4 separate regions of the Mus musculus genome follow, and regions 2, 3 and 4 are each linked to region 1. A link is a contact called in public promoter capture Hi-C data. All regions are on one chromosome and are shown on one strand. Each heading gives the region's core, a stretch centred on a gene start, on an enhancer-like site or on the middle of the called end of the contact. The rest is flanking DNA. Distances are from core to core; before and after follow the strand shown.

The links. Promoter capture Hi-C pulls out the DNA fragments that hold promoters and counts their contacts.
Region 2: a contact with region 1 is called in a promoter capture Hi-C map of liver, with 4 times the contacts expected there. The contact joins the promoter of Prrg1 here to the promoter of 4933407K13Rik in region 1. A contact is called at or near these places in 3 of 39 promoter capture datasets (cranial neural crest, liver and pre-B cells).
Region 3: a promoter capture Hi-C map of embryonic stem cells shows a contact between it and region 1, with 16 times the contacts expected there. The contact joins the promoter of Prkx here to the promoter of 4933407K13Rik in region 1. A contact is called at or near these places in 4 of 39 promoter capture datasets (cranial neural crest, embryonic stem cells, frontonasal cranial neural crest and 1 more) and 5 of 115 datasets of contacts at active chromatin or transcription factors (astrocytes, embryonic stem cells, epiblast stem cells and 2 more).
Region 4: a promoter capture Hi-C map of liver shows a contact between it and region 1, with 9 times the contacts expected there. The contact joins the promoter of Nsdhl here to the promoter of 4933407K13Rik in region 1. A contact is called at or near these places in 2 of 39 promoter capture datasets (liver and pre-B cells).

What each region holds. Positions count from the first base shown.
Region 1 is chrX:75,763,084-75,768,064 of GRCm38.p6, reverse strand. 4933407K13Rik (RIKEN cDNA 4933407K13 gene) reads left to right here and starts at 3,366. Exons shown (of 9, transcript NR_029443.1): 1 at 3,366-3,539.
Region 2 is chrX:78,581,633-78,586,647 of GRCm38.p6, reverse strand. It overlaps Prrg1 (proline rich Gla (G-carboxyglutamic acid) 1), which reads left to right and starts at 2,751. Exons shown (of 4, transcript NM_027322.2): 1 at 2,751-2,879.
Region 3 is chrX:77,794,186-77,799,439 of GRCm38.p6, reverse strand. Prkx (protein kinase, X-linked) reads left to right here and starts at 3,501. Exons shown (of 9, transcript NM_016979.2): 1 at 3,501-3,892. The coding sequence starts at 3,736.
Region 4 is chrX:72,916,203-72,921,138 of GRCm38.p6, reverse strand. It overlaps Nsdhl (NAD(P) dependent steroid dehydrogenase-like), which reads right to left and starts at 2,618. Exons shown (of 8, transcript NM_010941.3): 1 at 2,446-2,618. Cetn2 (centrin 2) reads left to right here and starts at 2,795. Exons shown (of 5, transcript NM_019405.6): 1 at 2,795-2,825; 2 at 4,293-4,451; 3 at 4,746-4,874. The coding sequence starts at 2,823.

The DNA.
Region 1 (4,981 bases), core at 2,117-4,616:
AGGCACTTGTGAGTTTCAGGTTAGCCTGAGTTAATACGATGAGACTCTGATGCCTTAAAAGATCATTTGAAATATCGGGTTTCATTGTTTCAATGTGAACTCTTTGCTGTTAAGTGTTTTACTCTAACTGCATCAGAACACATTGCACACTGTCCCTCCTATGCTACCAAGATTGATCTGTGGTTTTCAATAGTCTCTCTTCTGTCAAGTGCATTGTAAACATTCCTACCTATATTTTGCTTAAGTCTGGGGAGGGTGGCACAGTCTTACAAGGTCAAGCTTGAGGGAGAAGGATTTTTTACGTTCAACCAGCTTAGGCTACACTGTAAGACCTTGTATCCCAAACAACAAAATGAAGACACCATACAGACTAAGCATTTTGAATAAACACTCATCAGGCAAAGGACATGTAGGCTGCTTCACACTTTGGGTCGCATCAATAAAGATTTCAAGAATGCTCGTGGAAGGAGGTTTTAGTAAAGTGGGCTGCTTTCAACCAAATGGAAGAGGGACTATTTGAGTGGAGGTAGGAGACAACACGTTTAAAAGGGGATGTCAGCTCAAGCTGTACTACAGAGCAATTGTGATAAAAAACTGTATGGTACTGGTACAGCGACAGACAGGTAGATCAATGGAATAGAACTGAAGACCCAAAAATGAACCCACACACCTATGGCCACTTGATCTTTGACAAGGGAGCTAAAACCATCCAGTGGAAGAAAGACAGCATTTTCAACTAATGGTGCTGGCACAACTGGTGGTTATCATGTAGAAGAATACGAATTGATCCATTCTTATCTCCTTGTACAAAACTCAAGTCTAAGTGGATCAAAGACCTCCACATAAAACCAGAGACAGTGAAATTTATAGAGGAGGAAGTGCGGAAAAGCATCGAAGATATGGGCACTGGGGAAAAATTCCTAAACAGAACAGCAATGTCTTGTGCTGTAAAATCAAGAATTGACAAATGGGACCTCATGAAATTGCAAAGCTTCTGTAAGGCAAAAGACACCGTCAATAAGACAAATAGGCCACCAACAGATTAGGAAAGAATTTTTACTAATCCTAAATCTGATAGGGGACTAATATCCAATATATACAAAGAGTTCAAGAAGCTGTACTCCAAAAATTCAAATAACCCCATTAAAAATGGGGTACAGAGATAAACAAATAATTCTAAAGTGAGGAATACCAAAGGGCTGAGAAGCACCTGAAAAACTGTTCAACATCCTTAATCATCAGGGAAATGCAAATCAAAACAACCTTGAGATTTAACCTCACACCAGTCAAAATGGCTAAGAAGAAAAATTCAGGTGACAGCAGATGCTGGCGAGGATGTGGAGAAAGAGGAACACTCCTCCATTGCTGGTGGGATTGCAAGCTTGTACAACCACTCTGGAAATCAGTCTGGCGGTTCCTCAGAAAATTGGACATAGTACTACCGGAATATCCAGCAATACCTCTTCTGGTCATATATCCAGAAGACGTCCCAACCGGTAAGAAGGACACATGCTCCACTATGTTCATAGCAGCCTTATTTATAATAGCCAGAAACTGGAAAGAACCCAGATGCCCCTCAACAGAGGAATGGATACAGAAATCAAGAAGAATGAAGACCAAAGTGTGGATACTTCATTCTTTCTTAGAATAGGGAACAAAACACCCATGGAAGGAGTTACAGAGACAAAGTTTGGAGCTAAGACGAAGGGATGGACCATCCAGAGACTACTCCACTCAGGGATCCAACCCATAATCAGCCACCAAACCCAGACACTATTGCATATGCCAGCAAGAATTTGCTGAAAGGACCCTGATATAGCTGTCTCGGGTGAGGCTATGCCAGTGCCTGGCAAATATAGAAGTGGATGCTCACAGTCATCTATTGGATGGAACACAGGGCCCCCAATGGAGGAGCTAGAGAAAGTACCCAAGGAGCTGAAGGGGTCTGCAACCCTATAGGTGGAACAACAATATGAACTAACCACTATCCCCCCAGAGCTCGTGTCTCTAGATGCATATGAAGCAGAAAATGGCCTAGTTGGCCATCATTGGGAAGAGAGGTCCCTTGGTCTTGCAAACTTTATATGACTCAGTACAGGGGAATGCCAGGGCCAAGAAGTAGGAGTGGGTGGGTAGGGTAGCAGGGCGGGCGGGGGAGGGTATAGGGAACTTTCAGGATAGCATTTGAAATGTGAATAAAGAAAATATCTAATAAAAAAGTGGTGTCAGGGGTGTGGGAAAGGGATGAATGAAGTAAATGGCACACACCTTATGAAAGTGTTGAGATGGAGGCCATTATTTTGTCTGATAATTTAAAAAATGTAACAAGAACAGTGCACGCACACACACACACACACACACACACACACACACACACTATCTGTTTTGATTTTCTTGGCTGCAAAGTAGAATGTGATGCTATGAAAACAGGAGGGAAATGGGAGGGTAGACTTAAGTACTTAGGTGGGGAGGGTTATGGGAGGGTAAAGTGTAGGTCAGGATAACCAAAAGGGATAAATAATAAGATGGATGTTTGAAAAAGCCATAATCACACCTATTATTTATAAGCTTTCTTAAATCAATCAATCTATCCATCCATCCATCCAACCATCTACCTACCTATATCCACAGGTGGTGACACACTTTTTAATCTTGGGCCTCAGGATGCAAATTCATGTGGGATCTATGTTAGCTCAAGGCCTTCTAGTCTACAGAGGGAGTTTGAGGATAGCCAAAGTAGCACAGAGAAACCCTGTCTTACTAATAAATTTAAAAAAAAAAATCCGGTGCCAAGTGTCTGAAACTTCCCTGTGAGTTTTGTAGTTTTATGGTCCAAGAGATTTCCCCAAACAATTCAGGGGTATTGCCATCAGTCTGGTTGCCTGCTAGAGCTTGGGGATATGACCCTAGTACTGGGCTGGAGAAACGATTCAGCAGTTAAGAGGTCCCACTGCTCTTCCAGAGGGCCCAGATACAATTCCCAGCATTTACATAGCAGCTCACGTCCATCTGTTTCTACAACTCCAGTTCCAAAAGGTTTAGTGCCTTCCCTCTCCGATCCTATTCTGGACATTTCAGGCACTAGGAATACATGTGGTACACAGACATGCAGGCAAAACATCCACAATGGCCTGGTGGCACAGAACTCTAATGCTTATTAAACCATATTTAAGCTGATTTTTTTCTGTAAATACTTTTGAGAATCTTGGATGGCTTTTTTTTCCGGTCATACGATTCCTTCAGTACTTAATGGATCCAAACAGCATCGCAGCGACTAGATAAAAGAGCTGTTCCCAGATCCCTGCCGCTTTCCCAGACCCATTGCTCCTCCTCTTTGAGACACCGGGGCGGATCTACGTAGTCTCATATCCGCAGGGCGGAGCGAGCACTCAGTAAGAAAGGATAGCTTTTCTCCCTTTTCTGCTTCGCTCCCAACTAAGAATGCAGAGTCAGGGAGATGGCGCAGAGACAATGCTGCTGTCCATTGAAGCCCTCCAAAGGTCGGAGATTCGATCACAGGACAGCCTGGCCTGGACCAAGTAAGTTTATCCCTACTCTCTGACTCCTTCTGAGATGCGGAAGGAGTTGGTGGATAGAGCGGTCTTTGTGCATCTCCTCTCCCCTCTGAGTGTGTAACCCTGAGCTGGGAGCCTTGGGCTTTAGAGCGCGCAGGGATCCCTCTGGGCAGAGGAGGGAACACCACGTGACTTGGCCTTGTTGGTGAGTTTAGGGATAGTGAGTTTTGTGCTCTGGGCAGCATCTGGAGAGCCTTGGTGGAAGAGCCTCATGGGGGACTCGGAAGCAGTTCCCTAGAACAGAATGCTGAGAAAGCTGAGAGGTTTCAGGGACCTTCACCCTAACCCACCGCTAGGGAGGTGCAGGTACTGGGGTGGTTTGAACTGTATAATTGTTAAAGCATGGGCTGCCCTGTGGGTGGCTGCTTCGACTCCCCAAACTTAACCACTAAGAACTTTTACTATTAGGGATGTTTTAAACAGACAGACAAGTAGACAGACAGACGGACCCTACAAACAGAAGCAGCAAAACCCTCTGCATTTGTGAGTGTGCATTGGCAAGTTCTCACAAAATAATCAGGGCCATTCTTTCTGTTTTTCGTTTTCTTTTTCTAGTTTTGTTTTTGTTTTTTTTTTTTTTTTCCCCGAGGCATGGTGGTCTCTGTGTGTAGTTCTGGCTGTCCTGGAACGCACTCTGTAGACCAAGCTGGACTCAAACGCATGGAGATGCCACTGCACTCTGCCTCCCAAGTGCTGGAACTAAAGGCGTGGGCCGCCACTGCCTGGTGCCCATGTACATCTTCATTGCTCTAGACTCTAGACTTGTGGACCTGGGCAGGTAGGAAATTATGGTTCTGCTGATTATTGCAGCACTGATTGTAGATACCGAAGCCTTGCACATACACGGAAAGCCACTCTGCTGCAGAATTGTATGCTCCTTGTAATAGTAAAGGAATAATTAAACTTGGAAATTAAAAAAAAAAGAAATGATTTGAGATACTAAGGTCTATAATAATACACAATGTGCCTAAGTCGAGCAAGTCCTATTTTAAAAGTAGGTCAGATGCTATGTATTTATAGGAATGTCTGCATTTGTGTGAAAGTGTATACAAGATACTTGTATTTCTTGTTATTCATACCAAAGGAGAAGTAATGAAGTGATAGATATAGTTCCTATTTACCACAATAACTACTATATTCAAATACAGTACTTTTTTTGCTGAGTTTTAAATCATATGTAGGAAAATGTAAGCTTCCTCTAGAGTCTAGAACGCTAAAGAAATGACCTGGTACCCAAAAAAAAAAAACCAAAACGTGTTCCCTCTCCATTTATTTGTTTCTCATACTGACACAGTTTATAAAGGTGTATTCAGTGAACCAGACATAAAGCCATGGATTTTGCATAGCCATTGCTATGTGTGGTGGATTTCATTCCCATGAAGCTTTAGGACCTTGCTAACTCTTTA
Region 2 (5,015 bases), core at 1,502-4,001, 2.8 Mb before region 1:
TAAGAAAATATTCAGACTCTCTAGTCCTTAAATACAGATATTGTATTGTGTGCATTTTTTTCAAAACAGATTTATTTATTTTATATGTATGTGTGAGTGTTTGGATATATATAGGTGCACCATCTGTATGCCTGGTACAAGTGAAGGCCAGGATAGAGTGTTAGATGCTCTGGCACTGGAATTATAGTCAGTTGTAAGTCACTGTGCAAGATCAGAGAATTGAACCGGGGTCTTCTGCAAGAGCAGCACTCATAACTTGTGAGTCATGTCTCCAGCCCAGTGTTCATTTTGTTTATTTTTCTGTCTGTGTAATCATTTTCTTTTCTTCTGCAAACAACAACTGGAGGCTAGAGAGATGGCTCAGTGGTTAAGAACACTGGATACTCTTCTGACATGGGTTCCATTCCCAGCACCCACACAGCAGCTCACAACTGTCTTCTCATTCCAGTTCCAGGAGATTTGGAGTTCTCTTATGACCTCTGTGATCACTGCATGCTTGGGGTGCATAGTCAGTCATGCAGATGAAATATCACACACATAAAATTACACTCCCAAACAAAACCCAGCTCTTATCTGAGGGTCAGAGCAAGTCTGAAAACATTTCTCCCTATCTTAAATTTTCATTTAGAATTTTTCTTTACTTAAAAAAAAAAAACAATATGGTTGAATGCATGTGTAGGAGTCTCAGTACCATCTTATCTATACATTTTCTGTCCAGAAACAGTTGTGATAATCTACTCAATCAAAAGCTTTATGTGGTGCTTTAAAAAATCTGAACTAAGGAAAGAGAGACATTTTCTCTCTAATCGGATTTGAGAGGCTTGAACTCAGTGTTGTTCAGAGGCGGTGATTCCAAAAGCCTGTAGTAGGTGACTTTGGAAGGTTCTGAAAGAGTGACCCTGTCTGAAAGAGGAAAGATTGAGAGCCTGAGATGGAATTTCAAACATTCTACTTTCTGGTTTCATTTATTCCCAAGGCTAACAACAGACCTACCTTTTCACAGTTTGGGTTACAGAATAACTTTGTCATTTAGCTTAAGCTATTTCAATGTAGCATTTGTTACTTCTACCAAAATAACCTGATACATTAAGGGAAAAAAGAAGAAGCCAGCAATCAAATTAAAAGTGAATTCCTCCACATATCTTCCTCTATAAGAGGTGTAAAAATCAACTTTATTGACCTATTGTATTTTTAAAGTACCTTCTTTACAGGGAATGTTTTACTAATGAAATGAATAGGATAAAGTTACATTTTCAGTCACTTAAAGATTCATTCTGCAAAACTTGCCAGCACACCTTTCAGCAAAAATTACTCCCTACAATCCCCCTAAGCTTATTTTTCAAATGTAAAGTAGAAGTGAATTCAAGAAAGTCTACTTTATAAAATACATAGATGGAAGAACCACAAAGCTAATAGGAGGAATTTCAGTATATTTAGATCTTTAGTGACAATGATATGACTGCCCCATAAAATGTTTCAGTCATGCTGGGTGGTTGTGGCACAAGCCTTTAATCCTAGCACTTAGGAGAAAGAGGCAGGTTGATCTCTGAGTTCAAAGGTAGCCTGGTCTACAGAGTGAGTTTCAGGACAGCCAGGCCTATACCAAAAAATCCTGTCTCAAAAAAACAAAATAATACAAAAAAAAAAAAAAACAAAAAACAAAAACAAAAACAAGAACAACAACAACAACAAAAAAAACCCTAAATAAATAAATAAAGTTCCAACCACAACTAAAGTACTTATTGGGAAGGGCCAACTAGTGTGGCCCTAATTCCGTCATGACTAAAGTTAAAGAAAGAAAGAAAGAAAGAAAGAAAGAAAGAAAGAAAGAAAGAAAGAAAGAAAGAAAAGGAGGGCCGGGTAGGGGAATTAGCTTGGAACAAATAACTTCAAGGCCACACCCTCTTCACTTTGGGTTCACTGAGGTGTGCTTATTTTAATAGCTGAACTGAAAGCATGAGATGCCATGCCACAGCTGACCAGAGTCTAAACAGAAAAGCTCAGAACTTAAAACTAAGCATGCGTGCAGCATGGGATAATAATCACTTTAGCCTTCTTGAATTGGTAAACACCAGAAGAAAGTGTACCAAACAACACGGCCTTAGATCCCATATCTGAGAGGAGCCTTTAGAAGTCTTTTAGTGTTCAAATTATAAACACCCACCGAAGACTTTAAAAATAGGACTTATTTGACAACTTGTGTTCTCCTTTCCCAAGCCATTTAGATGGATTTTGCCAAGGTAATTATTCAGAGAAGGGTGCTGTGGCAGACACCTGAAATAATAGCACTTTGGGAGGCTGAGGCAGGATCTTCACGAGGTAGAGGCTAACCTGGGCTATATACAGAGTATAAAAACAGCCAGGGCTTCAAATCAAGAGCCTACTTTTAAGGAAAAAAAAAACTGTTTTGAAGGGAATTCAGGTTGTTGGCCTCAAAAGTTGTTCAAAAGCAATAGTGCAAATTTGCTCCCAGGGAAAGGGGCAATTCCTTGACACTCAAATGTAGTCCTTTGCTGCTCCTACAACTGTTTGGTTCTGCTTCAAGCAAGGTTTGCACCTGGCCTAGTTTGGGGAGGCATAGAAGGGATAAAGGCAGCTTTTCTAGCTGGGCTCCAGCTCAATGGCCTAGCACACAGTGGTGGAAGCTCTACTCTTCCCTTCCCTTCCCGCCCTGCCTGGCCACTCCCCTTGCTTCCCACTTCCTCCCGGCCCCGCCCCTTCTTTTTTAACCCTCTTGATGTGGGTTCTCTGGCTTCCTATTGCCCTTCGCATCAGCAGCAGCTGCAGGCTCCCTCTTTGCTCCTGGCTCCGGCTCTAGCGGGTGCGCGCAGGCGCGGCTTGCAGCTCTGCTAGCGCGTAGTAGCTGAGCGGGGCTCACGGTGAGTGAGGCAGCGGTGCGGGACTCCTTGGAGAGAACGTGGTTGGCAGCCAGAAAGGGACTCGGGTGTGTATGGAAGACTTTGACCCGGTTAGGGGAGACTCGTGCAGCTTTTTCAGTGGCGGGGCTTCTCGAGGTTGCCAGCCTCCGGCTGCGTGTGGAGAGGAGTGAGCCGTGGCGGGAGACTTAAAGGTGTGTAGGAGCTGCCGAGTTAGAAGAAAGAAGAAAGGCGTTTAGAAGCTGGAAGTCCTCACTTGAGCTTGGCCAGGCCAGGAAGGTTCGCTTGAGAGCCCTGGAAGGTGGCCCAGCTTCAAGTTCAGTCCCCCTACTTGGTGCCCCCGAGCGGTGTCCTAGCTTACTCTTTTCCTTCCTCTGCTTTCCCTGGGTGCCGAGTTGGCAGGAAGGTTTCCTGTCGGTGGGGAGAGGATTTGGGGGAGGTGGGTTGTTGGCCCGGACTGTTGCAATAGAGGGTGTGGCGTTCCTATGACTTTCCTTTCCCCGGGAATGTGTCCCTCTTCTGATACATTGTGCCTGGACATTTTTTAACAAAGGCTATAACTGTTTTGTAGGCTGTGGTGGGTGACAGCGGCGGGGGGGGGGGGGGGGCGAGGGTACGCGCGTGCGCGCACGTGTGTGTGTGTGTGTGTGTGTGTGTGTGTGTGTGTGTGTGTGTGTGTAGGCTCGCGCGCGCGTGTGTCTGCAAGCGAGCGAGCGCGCGCGTGTTGGCTGGCTTGCTTCAGAAGTCTGTGTTGCCGCCCTAGGGGGTGGGGAATCAGTGTGGGCCTGAAGTTGGGGGAATTTCCAGAAAGACCTAGCAACTTTCTGCAGAGGCTTTTTTCTTTTTACTGGTCTGTTGATTTTGAGAGTAAGAATATTCCCCATAGGAATGTGCCTGGTTACTATTTTGTGTGTTCTTGCTCTGTGTGTGTGTGTGTGTGTGTGTGTGTGTGTGTGTGTGTGTGTGAGAGAGAGAGAGAGAGAGAGAGAGAGAGAGAGAGAGAGAGAGAGAGAGAGAGAAATTGAGAGATTGATTTTTATACGTTTTTACAAATCCCAACAGAAGAAAAACCAAAAATAATGGTATTTCAGAAGAAATAAGTGAGTGTGAATGAAAGGGAGAAGACTTGGAATAGCTAAGTAGAGCTAGATAAATCCCTTTTGATAGTCACAGAATATGATCAGACTTGGGAAAATGTGGCAGTGTACAAGTCAGTAAATTTAGCTAGAGTATTGTTCATTGTTTCAATGAAGAATTCTTAAGGATATGGTGCTGCCAGATACTTAGGCTAACTCACTTTAGAAACTTTAAAAATGATAAAACATTAGGGAAAGTATTGTGACATTGGATAAAGGCCCATAGGCTTTCATGTTAAAAATTTATGAACTTTTATGAAAAATGATACATGTGGTACCAAGCACAGATGTTTATATTTTAACTCATTTTTTAACTGAGTACATCATAATAAACTGAGCTTCCTCCTCCTCCACCCCTTTTCCTTGATTGTGAATCCTGTTTTATAAACATAAACACCCATGGAAGGAGTTACAGAGACAAAGTTTCGAGCTCAGACAAAAGGATGGGCCATCTAGAGACTGCCATATCCAGGGATCCATCCCATAATCAGCCTCCAAACGCTGACACCATTGCATACCCAAGATTGCATACCCTATCAAGATTGTGCTGATAGGACCCTGATATAGCTGTCTCTGGTGAGGCTATGCCGGGGGCCTAGCAAACACAGAAGTGGATGCTCACAGTCAGCTATTGGATGGATCACAGGGCCCCCAATGGAGGAGCTAGAGAAAATACCCAAGGAGCTAAAGGGATCTGCAAACCTGTAGGTGGAACAACAATATGAACTAACCAGTACCCCGGAGCTCTTGATTCTAGCTGCATATGTATCAAAAGATGGCCTAGTCGGCCATCACTGGAAAGAGAGGCCCATCGGTCTTGCAAACTTTATATGCCCCAGTACAGGTGAACACCAGTGCCAGAAAGTGGGAGTGGGGGGTGGGGGTGGAGGGCATGGGGGACTTTTGGGATAGCATTGGAAATGTAAATGAGGAAAATACCTAATTAAAAAATAAAGAAACATGGAAATACTAAGAAGCTAAAAAAAAAAAAGAAAAAATAAAC
Region 3 (5,254 bases), core at 2,252-4,751, 2.0 Mb before region 1:
TAGGGTGCTTGAAGATTAGTGAGTAATGTGCTTGTAGCTCAGTGTCTTAGTTAGTGTTCTATTGCTGCAGTAAAACACCAAGAAGCAAGTTGTGGAGGAAAGGGCTTATTCGTCTTACACTTTCACACTGCTGCTCATCACCAAAAGAAGTCAGCACTGGAACACACAGGGCAGGAGCCTAGAGGCAGGAACTGATGCAGAGGCCAAAGAAAGATGCTGTGCACTGGATTGCTTCCTCTGGTTTGCTTAGCATGCTTTCTTATAGAACCCAAGGCTACCTGGGCCCTCCCCCTCTTGATCACTAATTGAGAAAATGCCTTACAGCTGGATCTCATGGAGGCATTGCCTCAACTGAAGCTCCTTTCTCTGTGATATCTCTAGCTTGTGTCAAGTTGACACACAAAACCAGCTAGTATGCTCAGTTTGTAGGGTGCATACCTAGCATGCAGGGAGTCATCAGTTCAGTTCTCTTAGCTTTGTGGGTCCAAGGACTGAACTCAGGCCATTAGGCATGATGCAAGTGCCTTTACAGACCCAGCCATCAGACCCGATGTTTTTAATGCTTTCAGATAGCACCCAGGTGGGTGTACTAGCACACATCTGGAATCTTAAGAATCTTCAGCCTCACTTAAGAAGCTGAGGCTGAAGAACTCCTGCATTTGACATCAGCCTCACTGATGTAGCTTGTGTTTCGATTTCTTGCCTGTTGCTGTGACAAACTCCCTGACCAACAGCAAAAGAACATGACTTTTATTTGAAAACAAGAACCCTCTGAAGCTCACTTGCAATGTCACTGCCAAATATAGAAACTGAACAAAGGGTAGAAAGCAGCAGCATTTTCCCGAAAATCACTGATAGGGAAGAGAAACCCATCCACCCATGAGGAGAAAAGGGGCCACTCATGAGTCACTCAGAATCTGGAAGGGACTGAAAGAACCCTCCCTGGGGCCTGACAAGGAAGCCTCATACATTGTGTGCTACCTAAGAGTGCCTGCACCATCTTGTAGCACACCTGCTCTGTGCCATTTTGGATCCCACCCTTAGATTCAACCCAACCTGCACCATCTTAGATCTGATCCACCCTGGGTCATCTTGGATGTCATTCACTCTGGGCCATCCTGGGTCTAATACTCTACCAAACAAGCTCCCAGTGCTCTACCCTCTGAGCTAGAAGAACTCTACTCAATGAGTCACAAATACTCAACTACAAGCACTCTACCTACTGAGCCCCATCCCTAGCCCCATATCCAACCTTTGACTGCCCATGTTTCCTTTCATTTATTTTTCTGTATTTCTACCTGTTAGGAGCAGATTCCTTGCCACCATGAATCCTTTGTGCTGTGTCTGAGGCAGTTTCACTTCAGTTATCAGTGACAGTTGGTTTTTAACAAACCAGCTCTGCCTGTCAGAGTTTGAGGTGCCAATAAATAATGCACAGGGTCATGACCTTTTTTCAGGCCAAAGCACATGCTGCTTTCAGGTGCATGTGCAAGTGCTGTGACCCCCCCCAGCTCCACCCTCTGAGGCCCTGAAGCCATGTGATCAGCAATCATCAAGCCCATGATGTCAGCAGAGCACCCAATTCAAGAGGCCTGAGTCCACAAGATTGTGGGGACTAAGTGATGGCTATGTGGGAACAAAACAAGACTGCAGAGAGCAAAGCATGAAAAAAGAGACCCACTATGTGATGAGGGGGAGGAGAAATCACAGTCACAGTGGAGCAGCCCTAGATACTGAGTCTGCAGCACTCCCTGGGTGCTCTGCCTGACATCACCCTGGGTTTCTGGAGGATGATACCTGTTAGGGCAATGGCAGACCCTAGGGTGAGTGGTAATGTGCACATGCAGAAGAAGGTGGGCAGAGGAGCACACTGGAACAATTCTGGCCATCCTCCTGCCTTAGGCACATGTATATATGCTTCATGTGGGCTTAGAGATTCGAACTCAGATCCTAATTGCTAGAGCACCCATTCTCATAGAGTATCTGTCTCATCAGAAGATCAATGTTTGCAGAGTTGAATAAATGCTTTTTGTTGTTGAGATGTTTACCAAAGACTGCATGGACATGGGTTTGAGGCAATAGAAATTCTTTATTAGCCAGCCAGAGACTACATTTGGGTACTTGGGTTCCAAGTGTACCCTAAGCCTTTCTCAGGGTGAGCTTTTAAAACAGAAACTATGTTCTAGGTTGACATGTTTTAACAAGAACAATTAGCCAGAAGTGGAACTACAGAAACCAAAATGCAAGCTTAGTAGATTTAGAAACTTTCCCAGAACTAAGGGCTTTGATGGACTAGTCTTTTAGTTTTGGTAGGTGGCGCTGTCTTCATTTTGAGTGTTATAACCTGAATGATACTTCCATCATGGAGTCAGCTGTATAAAGTCTGGGGGTCTACTAAGGTCTGGGATCAGGCTACAGTTTTGTCATAGTGTAACCAAACTCAAAATAATAGCAGGCTCTGTGCATTCTGACTAGTGGAGTATCAGGTCCTAGCATGTGTTTATTGAATGAGAAAATGTTCTCAATGTGAAACAATAAAAAAAAATAATAATAAATAAAGCAGCCAGCAGACTTTCTTGTTGCCAAGGTCAGTGTACTTGCCACCTACGGGCATCATCGGGGCAACTGGTTCCGAATGGATGGTCCCCACTTCATTCCTGACTTGGGGCCCTATTGGCCCTGTGTCTTCTAGGACCCAGTGCCTCAAAGCTAGGAGCGGTGCAGTGCAGTGAGCATGCACTGAGCAGCCGGGAGACCACATTCTTTGCATTCCAGGCTCAGGGAAACACCGCCCTCACCTTGCAGGTGGTGGCTGCGGTCTGTGAAGCACCCAGTTCTCAGCACTGCCTACGAGCCCAGGCCTGTTTGAAGCCGCATAACAAGTCCCTGGAAACCCGGTCTACTCAGGAGCCCCAGGGCTCAGGATCAGCAGGTGCTGCAGGGCCACTGAGAGCCCGGGCTTTCGGGAGGGCGGCACTCGGGGACTACAGAACACCAGGAGTTCAATCCCCTGAGATTAAGGAGAAACCGAGAAACCCTGCCCAACCCGGACTCCTTCTGGTGCCTTTACCCACTGCTAAGGCTCTGCTGGTAAATATCCAAGCAGCAGCCGGAAGTTCCTGCACCTCTTCCTTCCCGCTTCCTGCCAAGGGGGAGGAACCAGGCATGCGGTGTGTGTGTGTGTGTGTGTGTGTGTGTGTGTGTGTGTGTGTGTGTGTGTGAGAGAGAGAGAGAGAGAGAGAGAGAGAGACCCATGGTGTGCGTGCGTGTGTGTGTGTCAAGCTGGACCCCGTGGCCCCAGTGCAGCCCCCTCCATTACTTTTACTTTGGTGCAGGTACATCCCATGGGCGTGGGCCCCGCGGGTGAGTAACAATAGGCAGGGTTGGGCCAACGCCGGGCTCCTCCCCGTCGGTTACGCAACAAGGCGGAGCGAGATGAAGGCTCTTCCCCCTCGCGTCATCCAGACACCCCACTCCCCCGCCGTCACAAGCCGGTCGCCGCCCAGCCGGCTTCCGCCGGGAATGAAGAGGGTTGCGGTTGGCTCCGGTCCCGCGGACCCCACGCGCGTCCGTGGAGCCCTCGGGCGACTTCCATGAGCCCCTCCCATCGCTCTGAGACCCGCTGAGTTTGCTTCCATTGTCCTCTCGGCCGCGGGCTCCGGAACACCCGTGCGAGCCCACTGCTGATGCACAGACTGCCATTGCGCCGCTGTCACACCGTGCGTCCCCCGCCCCATGGAGCCGCCCGCTGGTGCCGCGGCGACCGTAAAAGATCCAGACCATGACCCCGTGAAGACCAAGGTCTCGGCGCCCGCCGCGGACCCCAAACCCAGGACATCGTCACAGAAGGCGGGGCACTCGTTACAAGATTGGGACACCATAGCCACCGTGGGTGAGTGAGAACTGAGTAAGAACTTATGTGTGGGGACGCGGCTTGGGAGCGACCCTCAGATTTCTGTCTCCCACACTCTCATTACTGGGCCTCCGGAAACGGGGCAGCCCCACGTCACAGAGCTTTCAGGAGGGTGACTTCACCTTAGGGACTCGGAGGCTCCCTACTGGGGTGCTAGCCACCCTTGGGACACCACGCCCGGCCTCCCTGGCGCTTGCGCACCCGCTCATGCCCAGGATTTCTCGGGATCGCATCCAGCCTCCGCACTGTAGACCCCTGGCGGGACTCGAAGGGACGCGTGACCCCCAAGGGACCCTTCGGGGACGTTTTCCCAGCATCTATTGTGTGCCTGGGTCTCGTTTTTTCTTTAGTGGCTCAAACTTGGTACCCTCGTGACCCCGAAAGTTGCTAGGGAAGCCGGTAGATCCCCAAACGTGCCGGAGTACTGGGGAGGGAGGCTAGGATCTTGCGAATCATGGGCGCCAGCTTCTCAAGTCTGAAGCCCAGGAGTCCCGGGCTTCTCAGCAAACTTGGTCACTAGGACAGTTGTGCCTGGTGTGTTGATGATTAGGAAAGTGTTCCGGGAGGATGGAGGAAGGACAGAGGGAGGGATTGGCGTCCTCCGATCAGCTGTGAGCAGAGATTCTAGAGGCTTCTGTGTTCACCCTGGTGTGGAAGTCAAGTCAGGGTTCAGGACCAGGATGAGGGGCAATAAACACTTTCTCAGCTGAGCAGGTGAGATGTTAAAAAAAAAATGTGTGTGGGTAAAAGGGCTTGCAAGTTTGATCCTGGTTCCCTCTTGGAGGCTGGCTGACACTCGCTGCATCTTGGCTTTTGATTGACTTTTGAGGGAAACTGAGCTGCTTGAATGAATGTCGTTTATTTATGTATCATGTTGTATTCTAGGCTGGCCTTTCCATCACTGTGTAGCCAGGATGACCTTAAACTACACATTCTCCGCCTCCCCCTCTTTCTGAGTGCTGGGAACCGAGCCCCACTCCACCACAGATTGGTTATGGGGTGCTGGGAATGGGGACTGCCCTCTATATGTTTGAGACATTGACCTGAAAGTCACTGCATAGCCTAAGCTGACTGGAGATGCCAGACAATCCTCCTGTCTTAGCTTTCCCAGTGCTGAGACTTCAGGGACTCATTCACAGGCACTTGGCACCTCAACTGGTTCTCCACCCTTTTCTTTCTGTCTGTCTTCCTTGCCCTCTCCCTCCACGCCCCATCTCGGCACCTTAGCTGGTTCTTCTCTCCTTCCTTCCTTTTTTCTTTCCTTCTTCTTCGTCCTTTTTTGTGTTTGTTTGTTTGTTTGTCTGTTTGTTTGTTTTTGAAAACAAGGACTCTCTCCATAGC
Region 4 (4,936 bases), core at 1,369-3,868, 2.8 Mb after region 1:
TCCAATGGATACATTACCCTGAGTAAATATTGCCAAAAAAGGGCAGGGGTCTTGTAAAAAAACAAAGACTTCTCTGTGCAGAATTCAAAGACATGGCACAGGATGAAAGTGTTTAGGAGGTAAGCCATTATTTTCCTGGGGCCATCCAACTGGACTCTGTCTTTTCACAGACCTGAGATGCCACATCTTTCTCACTTTTTCATATCTACTTACTTTTGAATTTGCTATGGGCCACTCAGGAGCCCCTTACCAAGCCCGAGCCTAGCTTCTACTGTTCCTTTCAGATTTAAGGTAAATCCAAATTGCCCCTTATCCTTCTATTTCCTCAGTACCTGTTGGCAATGCTTTCTTCCTGACTCAAGTGACTTCTATTGAATTATCCTGTTGTTGTTTTAGAAGTTGGATCTGGAAAACATTCACATTTCCTGCCTACATCCGAGTTGCTATAGGGGCTCACTCACTTACTTATTCACAAGTTGCCAAACAGCAGCCACTGTCAGACAGAAGCCAACTAGAACAGTTCAGATCTTCAAAGAAACCATCAGCTTGTATGGAAAACAGAAAGCTTCAAAGAATGATAGAGCTGTGGTTGGATCCTAAGGAGGCTAAGCCCATGAGAACTAATGTATGATGCTTAGTAACATGAAATTATCTGAAAACTTGAGTGCTAAGGCCCTAGAATGAGTGAGTTAAAGAGAGGATGTGAGAGTCTTAAAAGATAGATCACATCCAAGGGTGGGAAGAACATGTCCTAGTAACCGTGATAAGTTGCAAGAACATAAGAACAAAGCAAAATTATACTCAGACAGGTCAAAGAACTTGGCTAGGGTCACAGAATTAGCGCATAACCCAGGAAGAAATTTATTTGTCCTTTCTAGCCTGCTGGGCTGCCACCCCAAAGGGGACTGATGAAACCAGAGATGTTCACTGTAAGAGTATAAGCATATGTTGGCAGAGGGGTGAATTATGAAAAACTAAGGGATACTTATGGACTACCTGATAGACTAAGGTTCACTGAACACTGAACATGTAGTCTTTCCTTTTCCAGGTACTGGTGAACACAAATATGATTCCTGTCCTCCTGTGCCTACCTTCTAGTGGAGACAACAAAGAAAAAAGGTTAACTTTACAGTGGCTTAGGAGGTGACAAGTGCTACTATAAAAATATGGAGCAATATGAGGGGCCCAGGTACAAAGTAAAGAGAGTGATTACCTTTACAGAGAAGGTGACAATAGCTGAAGACCAATACTAGGCTTGCTGGTGCATACCTTTAATCTAAGCACTCAGGAGGCAGTGGCAGATGGATCCCTGTGAAGTTTGAGGGCATCCTGGTTTACATAGTGAGTGCCAGGTCAGCCAGAATTACAGAGTGAGACCCTATCTCAAAACAAAAAAATTATATCTACCTGTGAAATTTTCTCAAAGAATTAATCAAAATACTAAAAAATTTTAAAAAGTTCATGGGACTGGGTAAGGTCAGTGAAGGAATGTATCAGCCGCAAAAATAGTGCCCTGGGTGAGAGTGAGCCAGAGGGGGAACAGTGTGGGTGTGATGGGAGAAGGAGGAATTTCATGGCAGGCTTTGCAGATTATGGTGAGAACTCCAGCTCATACTGCTGAGGAAGGGCTGAGGAGGAACAGAGAAAACAGAGGACAATTCAAGGACGGAACTGTGAGAACTCAGAGGCTGGATATGGGGGATTGTTGCTGCAGTGAACAAAGGAGCCAAACAAGACACAAAAGTTTTGAAGCCGGTTCCTGGCTTAAAGGAAAGAGGGCAAAGGGCCTATATTACATTTATGGGGAGCTGTTAAGTCTCAGGCCTTTCTCAGTTTGAGAGACTGATACTGTGCCCTTAAAGTCCCTAAACTGATTTTCTTTGCTTTGAGGGACGTAGAACATAGAATCTGTGTTCGACCCTGGGCCTTCATTACTCCTGGCACAGCTCCAGGTAGCCCCAACCCGTTGTGCACTTTGCCCTTTAATTCTCTTTACATTCCATACTTCCAAAACTCCTGTGGCTTTGCTTTCAAGGGAGTCTCATTCAGGAATGCTCCTTCCCATGTGACTTGAGTGTCTGTACGTCTAACAGGACACATTTTGATGAGTTTTGAAGATCTAAAAGTCCCCAGCCCATTCCCCTGAGAGCTAAAGTGACTCTTGTAGAGCTAATGTAAAGACAAAGCCTCATGTGGATTGGGTTTCTAAGCCCCAGCCCTGTGAACCACTGACACAATACTCAGCATGCCCACTCCAGTTTCGAGGTCTCAGCTTCTCCTGGCACAGTCACCCCTCCAAACCATTTGGTCATATCTTGCTGGCCCCTCAGATGTTCTGTGTCCCCCAACTCGGTTTTAAAATGGGTCCCACCCATTCCCTCCTACTTCCTCCAGGCTCTGTCACCCACACGCAGCAGCCTCTAAGGGCAAGCCCGCAACTCTTACCCGGTTTAGACACTCAAATGATCGACCTCAGCTTGCAGACAACCGGCAACCAGAGAAGTCTGGCTGAACACCCGCCACCCTTTTCTACTGATAGATATGAGCCCACAATCAGCAGAGCTTCCTTCATAATGTTGATTGGTCTAGCTTGGCTCTGGCGCAACCAATTGACGCTCACAGCATGATTTTGCCCAATGAGGCTAGTCTTTGGCTGCCGACGCACCGCCCTCTTGCTCTTGGGCGAGTTTTGCCAGGTTAGCCCCACCTCTTCGTTCCCAAACCAATGGGAAGCGGGCTGTGCGCGCGTGGAGCAGTGGGAACGCCGCTGAGGCTGCGAGTACGCCGTTGCCTTAACAACCGGTGGCAGAGTCCGTTGGGTGATGGTAAGTGCTAGGGATTCGGTGGACCCCACGCGGCGTCCCCGGTCCTTTCCTAGGCCTCGGTGCAGCCTTGCTACCTTTCTTGCACGGTTCTTGGCGTTGACGCACTAGTTCTTCCTTGGAGCTGTGTGCCGGAAGGGTAGAAGAGAAAGTACAGCCGCCAGCAGCTTGCCTTGCCTGCTCTTTCCCACTACCCCCTCCTCGCCCAAGTCACCTTCAGCCACCCCCGCACAAACTGCCTCTGGACCTCCGCTGGCTTTCAGGAAACAGCAGGGTGACCATTCTATTGCTTCCCTTAGACTTCCGCCTCAGTCAAACTCAGGCCTCCTGGCCGCGGCCACCCAGTTAAAGTTTATGCATTGGTGCTAAGAGGTTTACTGTGTTCTGATGGTCGCAAACGCTTTCAGGAGAGGCTGTGAGAAAGCACGCAGGTGCAAATGGTTTGATTTTTATCACTTTGTACCGGCATAATTTTTATCTTAGTAAGTTTACATTTAGCCAAATTTAGGCATAAGTAATTGGAGGAGCAGAGTTCTTGGGAACTGGCACCACAAGTAGATGTTTTAAGTACATTTCTAAAACCGAGAGTACGGAAATCATATACAGTTGATCATCCATAACTGTAATTGGTTTCTCAAAGAGCTTTTGATGATGCTTTTTTAGATTTAAAAATGACTGAAATTGAATCTCCTAAAGTGACACATGGATTAATGGTACAATTGCATGAACTTTCTGTAGTATAAACTTTAAGACAGTGGAGGTCAGAGTTATGTCTTCTCATGAAGGCTATGTTAACACTAGAAATTCATATTCATATATTCACTTGCTCTATGTTGATCTATACAAGAACAAGGAGGAAAATGGTAATATACTATTTTAAAACAAAAACTCTCTTCTATTTGGTGGCTCCCCAATGAAATATAGTTGAATTTAGTCATATGAGACATCACATTAAGACAAATTTACAGTTATATTAGAAAATAACCTCATTATTGCCAATTTCTTTTTTTATAACTTAGTAAAAACTGACATATATAAATTGAAATAGTTTTAAGTTGAGAGAAAGTTTTTTCTTCACAGAGGTTTGTGCTATTTGTCATTTAGAGTTGGGGTTAATTTTATTTTAGTTTTTACACTTATTATTCCTTGGTGGAGAAGCACATTTTAGCCTGAGTGTGGCGGTCAGAGAATAATTTGGAAGAGTTAGTTCTCTCCTTTTACCATGTAAGCATCGTTTCCCTTTTCATCTTTGACAACGACAACTGAAGCCTGGGTCCTGGTTCCCACTTAGGTTATCAAGCTTGGCAGCAAGAATTCTCACTGGCCCATGGAAGTTTACGTAATGACATAAGTACATTACAAACGATGGCACACCTCATTGAAAAAGATATGTATGTTTAGAGCTGTCATAAATAAAACAAGGACTATGGCTTGTAATAATGTGCTTCTGTGTTTATATATTGTGTGAAGGCCTCTAATTTTAAGAAGACAACCATGGCATCCAGTGCCCAGAGAAAAAGGATGAGTCCTAAGCCTGAACTTACTGAAGACCAGAAACAGGAAATCCGGGAAGCTTTTGATCTCTTTGATGCTGATGGAACTGGAACTATAGACATCAAAGAACTGAAGGTAAGCTGCACACATCCTTTTCTTTGTTACCTTGTGTTTCCTTATTGCTTGTCTTTTAGCTGTTACCGTTCTTCTCCTTTCTGCCTGCAAAAAGTAACAGACAAGGGTACCCTGTGTATATTTTACCTGAAACAATGGTCTAATTGATAAAGTTGATTGCAAATATCAATTAAATCAGCCTTAAGTGTTCCCTGATCATTTCCATCATTTTATCAGGTGTTTGGTTAATATCTTCAATAGTCATTTTTGTTTTTACGTTATGTATCTATTTAGATGATTCTGTTTTCATTGTAGGTGGCAATGAGGGCCCTGGGCTTTGAGCCCAAGAAAGAAGAAATTAAGAAAATGATAAGTGAAATTGATAAAGAAGGAACAGGAAAAATGAACTTCAGTGACTTTTTGACAGTGATGACTCAGAAAATGGTAAGTTAGTTAAGATAATTAGCATGCTTTCTACCCATAATGGTAGAAACATGAGAATCTAG